Linked DNA regions of Mus musculus: regions 2 and 3 are each linked to region 1. The links are chromatin contacts, called in public Hi-C maps. All regions are on one chromosome and are shown on one strand. Each heading gives the region's core, a stretch centred on a gene start, on an enhancer-like site or on the middle of the called end of the contact. The rest is flanking DNA. Distances are from core to core; before and after follow the strand shown. Region 1 has its middle 110 kb from the start of Gm30073. Region 2 has its middle 41 kb from the start of Gm30073. Region 3 has its middle 13 kb from the start of n-TKctt21.

Evidence for each region. Hi-C and Micro-C count contacts between places; a contact is called where the count stands out from the background.
Region 2: a Hi-C map of bone marrow-derived macrophages shows a contact between it and region 1, with 77 read pairs. The contact joins two enhancer-like sites. A contact is called at or near these places in 1 of 15 datasets of contacts at CTCF or cohesin (the NIH/3T3 cell line), 5 of 484 Hi-C or Micro-C datasets (bone marrow-derived macrophages, embryonic fibroblasts and macrophages), 3 of 115 datasets of contacts at active chromatin or transcription factors (bone marrow-derived dendritic cells, bone marrow-derived macrophages and embryonic stem cells) and 1 of 9 other capture datasets (bone marrow-derived macrophages).
Region 3: a contact with region 1 is called in a Hi-C map of bone marrow-derived macrophages, with 58 read pairs. The contact joins two enhancer-like sites. A contact is called at or near these places in 6 of 484 Hi-C or Micro-C datasets (the HPC-5 cell line, bone marrow-derived macrophages, cortical neurons and 3 more) and 4 of 115 datasets of contacts at active chromatin or transcription factors (bone marrow-derived dendritic cells, bone marrow-derived macrophages, embryonic stem cells and 1 more).

What each region holds. Positions count from the first base shown.
Region 1 is chr10:87,689,654-87,692,353 of GRCm38.p6, forward strand. No RefSeq gene overlaps it. Among named protein-coding and RNA genes, the nearest start is that of Gm30073, 110 kb to the right of the region's middle. Within about 2 kb of position 1,393, at least 4 of the 459 cell types and tissues checked have an H3K27ac peak or open chromatin away from gene starts, as enhancers often do. A contact at or near this core is called in bone marrow-derived macrophages, where this site is marked.
Region 2 is chr10:87,755,901-87,758,600 of GRCm38.p6, forward strand. No RefSeq gene overlaps it. Among named protein-coding and RNA genes, the nearest start is that of Gm30073, 41 kb to the right of the region's middle. Within about 2 kb of position 1,316, at least 5 of the 459 cell types and tissues checked have an H3K27ac peak or open chromatin away from gene starts, as enhancers often do. A contact at or near this core is called in bone marrow-derived macrophages, where this site is marked.
Region 3 is chr10:87,815,899-87,818,648 of GRCm38.p6, forward strand. No RefSeq gene overlaps it. Among named protein-coding and RNA genes, the nearest start is that of n-TKctt21, 13 kb to the right of the region's middle. Within about 2 kb of position 1,448, at least 20 of the 459 cell types and tissues checked have an H3K27ac peak or open chromatin away from gene starts, as enhancers often do. A contact at or near this core is called in bone marrow-derived macrophages, where this site is marked.

The DNA of each region.
Region 1 (2,700 bases), core at 143-2,642:
TTGCAAGGGGCTTGTGTATGTATCAACAGCCACTGCTTACTCATATGTGCAGTTGCTCTGTGTATCTGAAACAATTGTTCTCCTACTGATGACTCTACATTCTTTTGGCCCCCTTTTCCAAAATGACCCTTAAGCCTTAGGAGGATGGGATGTAACTGTGACATAGATGTCCCATTTAGGTCTGAGCACTCCATAATCTCTTACTCTTTGTACCCTGTCCACTTTTTGATCTCTGTGTCACAAACGGAAGCTTCTCTAATAAGGAGTGTAACGTTCTAACCTCTGTGTATAACAGGGAGTCATTGGGAATTGGTTTGATATTCTGTCCCTGTAGCAGAATAACGGTCGCACGTGCTCTCATAGGGCCTATGGCCCATCTAGCCGCAGGTGATTCAACATTATTTTAATAATCTTATAATAATTTAAAAGTGGTAACTTAATCATTAGTTAGGCATTCTGATTATAATTGCTGCTATTCAGGTATTTTAAGGGACATGTTGTTTTCTTAAGAACAATTTTCAAGAATGGAATGATTAGATATAAGTTATGCCTGAGTTTAAAGTTTTATAATATATCTACATATTATATACTATATATGAATTATATTATTTTGATTAAGCACCTTTTGAATTCCTCATAGAAGTATTCCCCAAGTCTTCCTGAAGGTTTTCTTCTGGAAATAGGAAACTTTTCTTTGCTAGCTTACATTTTTCTCTTTAATACTTTCAAACGTATTAGCTTCATAAATGGTTCCATGCTTCATTGTTTTAAAGATAACAAAAGAGTAGATAAGAGGGGCCATTTCCCCAGGATCACAAAACTAAGAGCTAACATGTAGCCGAATCAGAGCCACCTCAGGAAAGTCCTCTAACGTAGGGCTAGTGCTTTTCCATCTTTCCTACTTCTCCTTTTCAGATAAAGAAACTAATATCGAGTATATTGGTCAGACATAGTCACTTCAGTGAAATACTTGACCCAGACTACTGCTGAAGAACATAGTTTATTTTCTCCACAGTTTTCTAGGTTCAAGGGTGTGGAGCCTGCCTTAGGTAAGTTTTGATGAGCCCCCGTAACAAATTGTGAATTGTGGGATGGTAATGGCAAGAGTTATACATTAGAGTAAGGCAGTCACAATCTTATCCAGGAAGGAGAGAGAAGGAGAGATCAGGGAGAAAGAGGGCAGAGAAAGAAAGACATGTTCCTTTTAATAACCATCTTCTTATAAAAATGGCCAAGGACTCATAGGAAATCACTTAAGTTCTTTTTGTGAACATATCTCCAGGGATCCAATGACCTCCTATTACTTACCACATCTTCAGAGCTCCCTCATCTCCCATTGATGGTGCCCTGGGCACCAAGCCTCCCTCCACTAGGGGACACTGAAGTCATATGCAAACCATGGCAGCTAAAAAACTCTAAAAGGAACTTGACAAATCCAACACAAGTCAAATAATAGACACAGTCCCACAATTCTTTTAGAAAATGGTAGCCTACTCAAGATTCATCTGCAATAGCAAACATCTAGAAGCAATCTGAAAAACTAATCAGATACAAGAATAAGCTGAAACATTGTAACTATCATGAATGACTGTGTAAATGAGTGACAGGAGTAACTATTGAACTGGGGGCTGGAGAGAGCCTGCTGGAGTAGTTTGAACTTCTCCCAGTATCTATTCCAAGTTTACCTGTATTGCTTCCTCGCTCAAGAAGTCACCATGGCACTTGCATCTACCCTCAAAGAAAGGACAATAAAAAGCACATCCATCCATATGTGAGGGAGAGGTGAGCTACCTCTGCCATACCCCTCACCATCTATGGCAGGTTCTGAGAGCTGCCTCTGTCCCCAAGAGCCTGCCCAGCCCCTTGCCTGATGCGACATAAGAGCCATATACCTGGCATGATCAGTACAACAGAGCTGACCCTGCAGGTGTGGGCACCAATGAGCCATCCTGAGGGCATGACAGCAGGAAAGCCCCTCTGCCCCTTGCTATCATCATTGGTTGAGCTAGCCAAGTCATTGCTGGAGATCTCACCCTAGTGGTATGGGTATAGAACTGGCTGGCTGATCAGCTTAGCTACCATTCAGGCCCAGATTCGGGGCTTTGAGTTGGCCCACCCTAAACATCTACCTCATTTATGAACTGCTTGAGTGCATGGAGGGTCTGGTCCTACAGATCCAAAGATGCAGGATCTCCATGACACAAGGCAACAATGGGATATGGAAGAGGAATCACAGATCCAGTATTATCCAGTATTGATAGTGTAGTAGAAGCCAGAGGCCTCAAACCAAACCAATGGCTCATTGTGATGAATATTTGCTAGCAAAGAGGTGTGGACCAAAGGGTATACTTTAGGACACACTGTGTGACACAGCACAGATTTCACAAGATTTTTTTTTCTTTTGGGGGGAGGTTGCAAGGGTAAAGGTGGGTACAAAGGGACAGGGAGATGGATGAGTGGGATTGGGGCACATGATGTGAAATAAGTCCACATATTCCAATGACAAAAGAATACTGAGGAGAGAGAGCGCTTGTAGGTCTCAAGCAGGGGTTGTGTTTATATTGTTTTCTCACTGGAAAAAAATCTGTTCTTAGAACATCTTCTACATTCAATTGTTTTTCCAACTTTCTATCTAAAATTCATTTAGTTATAATGTCTGCCCACACATATAAATTAAAACAAATACCTAAATAAATATCA
Region 2 (2,700 bases), core at 66-2,565, 66 kb after region 1:
ATTCAACATTACGGCAGATGTGTATTTTTAAACAGTACAAAGTATTCAACTTTAAAAATGTTTTATGAATGCTCTCCAGCTGTAAGTACCATTCTAAAATTTTTCATTCAATAGACATTTATGAGAGCGGGCTATTGTTTTAACCATCTTTACATGAAGAGAAGAGAGCACTTTTTATTCTTTACAGATGGACATGAGGTTGCTTCCAAGTTTATATTACCAAATGTCCTTGTTCTTCGGTTCTTGAACTCCTTTAAAGACAGTCTTTAGAAGCCAACTAGCCAGGCCATAGAGTTTGCATGTTTTCAATTTTTGATTGTCAAATTACTATCAAGCAACATTGTTATCTTAGTCTTTTGAGTCCATGTACTCTTCCAAAGCCCAAGACACTTTTGAGAAAAGCTAAAAAGTAAAAGTAAATAAATACTAAAATCAGCAAATTTGAGCTCCAAGTGCCATGACACTCAGGCAGCAACTAGAAATTCCTATGTCTTATTTCTCAAATAGAAAATGAGGATAACAATATTTTGCCCAACTTATTCCCTGGGCTTTGATATAGACATAAATAAAATCATGACAATGAATGCTCTCTGTAATCCCAGACATGCTGATTACTTTGTTTAAAAAAAATGCATACATAAAATGATCCCCTTCGCTGCTCAAATCTGAGTGTTAATGGTAAATAAAGTCTTGACTTCTACTTGAAAAATGTGGATGTGAGCAGCTTCATTTAAAGGTTTTCAATTTCTTAAATGTTGAGAACTTTGTTCATATTTCTGATTTATGACAGCAAAATAAAAAAAATTTTTCCTTTGAAATCCAAAGCAGGGTGCGCAACAGGATAATCTGATGGTCAGGTGATCTTCATCCAAGATGGCCTATGACTTATTTGAGAGAAGGGGGACTCATATACATGCTATGAGCAGCAGAAGGAATTTAATATGATTTAATAACTTAATATATTCCCTCTAATAACCCCATGCTATAAACTCACCTTACAAGGAAGGGCTTTGTAGCATAGAAAATTTAATTATCCTACTTGAGGTCACTCCATCAGAAAACATTAGAATCAGGTATTGAACACAATGCTAGTATTATCAGCTCTTAAAAAAACAAACAAACAAAAATGAAAACAGAAACAAACCCACCACATTATCTGACCACAAGTAGCGACACTGAATGCACATGATGACAAATGCGTGGCAAGAGAAAGCATCAGAGATTCTGGGAATGTGTGTGCCCTGGACAAAGCCACCTCACCTCCTACCACCTCGCAAGCATCCAGCAGAGCAATTTGAGCTAATAGTACTTCCCTTTCCAGCAATGATCTCAGAAAGCATTAGTAGAGAAAAGGCACTACAAAGAGAACGTATTTCCCTGGGATTACAGACAGAGCTGTTTCGCAAGCCTGTCACAGCAGAGTGGTCGGTCCTGTAATATCTAACATGTGTGTAGCTTTCTGTAGCCCACATGCAGAAGGTATTTGTAATATGTAAAAAGATGAAAGGTAACCTTGATATATGATTATTGGGGAATTTAGAGACAGTTTTCCCTAACTCTATTTCCCTCCCAAACAAATGCTCATAATTCAAAGTGCATGTCTACACTATATAAATTACTATAAACATGAACTTTGAGACACCTATATTGAAACCAAGTATGAAACCAAACAAATTTCCCCCCAAACAAGATCCTTTTCTATCAAATGTTTATAGAATCATCTTTAAAGATTAGAATTTTGTTTGAAGCAGCAATAATCAAATCAAATAAATAATGAAGTACACGGATCAGCAGCAAATTTACAACTTACCTATGAATAAGATTAAGGTTGCAAGAAAAAATATATAATAGGTTAATCTCACAGTGGGCATTGTCTGATTTGACATCACTGTTTAACTTTACAAAATATGTTGGATGGAGTTCACATTTTCTTTTATATTATTGGGAGTTATCTATTCCTTAAAGGTTTGCTAGAACATCCCCATGAAGATAATTGGGCCAGATCTTTTTTTGAGACACACATGGTTTCTACCTCTGTTTCCTTTGTGTTTATTAGACTATGGTACTGAGATTATTTTGTCAATTTCTTTAATTTTCTTGACTTATTTAGGATTCAAGTTCCTCTGTACAAAATGGTTTGTGAAATTTCTATAATTTTCAAAACATTTTTGTACCCTCTGATGGTACAAAATTTGTTTCTGATCCTATTGTCAATTCAAATTCTATTTGTGTCTTCCTTTTTCTTCCAGTTATTATTTTTCCAGAGTTTTAATTACTTTGTGAGACTTTTCACAGAATTGGCTCTTGGTTTCACTTAGTAACTCTATGATTTGATATTTGTACAGTTTTCTAATTTCAACTTTGGTTTTCTGTTGATAATCCCCATTCTAATATTTCTTTATTCCTTTTACCCCTAGCTTCCTGGATGGGAAGACTAATTTATTTTTAAACATTTAAACCTTTTTAAACTTCCAATAAGCCACTTACGGGTATAAATCTCTTTTCAAGAACCAATTGACTACTATCCTATAATTTTTATTTTCATTCAATTCTAAGCATTTGTTATTTTCATTAAACACACAAATCAAATTAACTCATTTTTGTTTGTTTTAATGTGAGAATATACAATCCTTTCATAAGCTACATATTGTCATTAATTGTTAGGCTTCTGCTACTGCAGTCACTAAATATGATTCACAC
Region 3 (2,750 bases), core at 198-2,697, 130 kb after region 1:
GTATATGTGATGGATCCTACCATCTCTCTATCCCATTTACCAAAGCCCCAGTAGAACTAGACTTTCAACAAATTGGAACGCTGTAGAATTAGTTAATGAAATCAGTGGAAACCTGCAGCCAAGCTTCAAAAGTATTAATTCACTGATCGCCACCATTAGGAAGAAGATGACTGAAATGTATTATGGTTTGAATATTTGTGAAGCCCCAAAAATGTATATGTTGAAACCTAGCCTTGAGGCACTGGGGTTATAGGAAGATCTGAGGTCTTTGGGAAGGAATTAGATCCATGAAGGCAGAACCCACACGAACAGGATATGAACGCTTTGACAAATGAGAAGCCTGAAGACCACCATACTTTTTCTATTGTGTTAGGCCACAGTGAGAAGGTGGCACCCAGGAGTTAGGAAGCAGACCCTGCAGACTCTCCCAGGACTAGTCGGCCTGGGAGAGGTGAACATCCATCCTGCAGATCCAGAGGATGCTCTGGTAGAGAGGACAGGCTGGATGTTCTGATGCTTACAACAAGTCTCAGTCCAACCACGGTACCTGCCCTGCTTCCCAACTCCAGTCTGCAAACACAAGGGACTGCTCCGCTCACCTCATATAGATTCTCTTCTCTCCGTTCTTCCTCCTGCCTCTCTCACTGAGCTGCATAGCTTGCCAGGATCATCGATGTGTTCATATCGCAGTTCCCAAGCCAAAACTGCTATCGTGTATTTTCAAAGAGGCAGAGACTGGTTAACACATTAAAACTTGCTGAAGTATGTTGTAATTTTCCCACTAAGGTGAGTCCAGAGCTGAGCTCAGACTGAATTGCCATGAGAATTTTGGTTTCATTTTTGTTGTGTTGAAGAAGAAATGTTTCTTATTACTACTACTACTACTTATTCACTCTACATCCCACCCACTGCTCCTCTCCTATTCACCCTTTCCCACAATCTTTCCCCCATCCCCCTAGCCCCAGCAAAGGTATCCATCATTGGCTGAAAAGTATACATTTTTCAGCATGGAGCATTACTGCTGACAAAAACCCACTTTAGGAAGTAAGATTTCTTCTCTTATTCATAGAATGATTCATGTCACACACACTTCTTTTTTGACTCACACGGTACGTCACAACAGGCTTTGTAAGGCTTATAATTACTGAGGCTATTTTTGTGTCTCTATTCATTGCTTTCCCCCACCCGCCTTCTCTGCATTAATAACCAGTCCATCCCCCCCCCCTCATTATTCAGTACGCAGCAAAATAGAACTGGTGTCAGCCAATCAGCCTCTTGTATGGTGACTCATTTTTAGGCAGAAGCTTAAAAACATTGGTCCTTGTCAACAGAAATTAAGCCTGCTGCTACCCTATTCCTGAGGTAGATCCAGGAAAACTCTGAAATAGAATGGGAACAGATCTCATATCTAATTAGATCCTTTCTATCTCTGAGAATTGTATTCAGTGCAATCATTACTGCCACCTGCTTGACAGTGTGTACAATACTTTGTTTAAGCTTCCCCACTACTGGATCCATTTAACAGACCAAACCACTGAGGCTCAAATTAAAAACCAGGCTCCATGTGATTTGGACTTTGTACAACCATAATTTTTTTTTAAATCTCACTCCATGCATCCTCTCAGTCTATAGTTCTTCCCAGAAGATATGGATTAAAATATTGTGGAGTGCTTTCAAAGAATAATACTGGGTTTCTTACATCAGGGTCATGCAGGAGCTGGCTTGTTAGATACACAGTGGCAGCGTCTTGGGCTGGCCTAGTCAGGTGGCCATTCCCACAGCACCAGAAGATGACTCTGCAGCCCACTGAGCATTGACAGAAAACACCATGGCAAACAGCCTCAAGTAAAAGCTCAGCTGTCCTAGATGAGAAGTGAGCAAGCTAGATCTTGGAGGATCAAATGGGGTATGTCATCTGTTTCCCCAATCCATGGCAACCCCACGTTTAGCCTCACAGCCCATAACTGCCCCTTGAATCGATATCTAGATGATGCCATAAGACAGTTACTGAGCCAAACATCTTACAGGCATGTCTCTGGGGCCTTGAACCTCTCCAGCACCATCAGCAGCTTCGGTCTGGCGCCGGCTGCAGCAGCTGGAAGTTCAGAAGTCAGTGTCTTTGTGAAGCCAGGCACTCTAAATCTAATTCCAGACACAATCTGCTGCCAGCTGCAATGAGCTGCTTCTTCCTCCGGGACCTGTTTCTCCATGAGTTACATCAAGGTCCTCAATAAATGGGCGTATGGCAATAATCAACAGCTGGACAAGAAGTCAGAGGACTTGGGTTCAAATCCTGTCTCAGCCACTGTAGTTGTGCCTAGGTGATTGCAAGTCCCCTAGGTTGGTTTAGCTAACTGGGAAGTAGGGGTGGAAGCATTCACTGTAAAATCATGGGAGAGTCTCACATCTTGTAGGCAGGACAGATTGTAGGTTGGAAGATTTGTGGTTGGGTTGGTATCCCAGTTCCTTCCCAGGAAGTCTTCCTTGGTTACAGGAGATGGCTGGTTCAGGCTCCGTAGTCCCCATTACCAGGAGTCTTAGCTAAGGTCACATTCTTAGAGTCCTGGAAATTTCCACTGAACTAGGTTTCTAGCTCATTCCCAACTTGTCCCCCAACCAGTTCCAGTTGTCTCTCCCGGTATTGTTATTCCCTCCTTCCAGCTTTCCCCATATGAATGTTCCTGTTCCCATCCCCACACATTCCCAGTTTATCCATTATGTCTGTTCTTCTCCTTACCAGGGAGATTCAT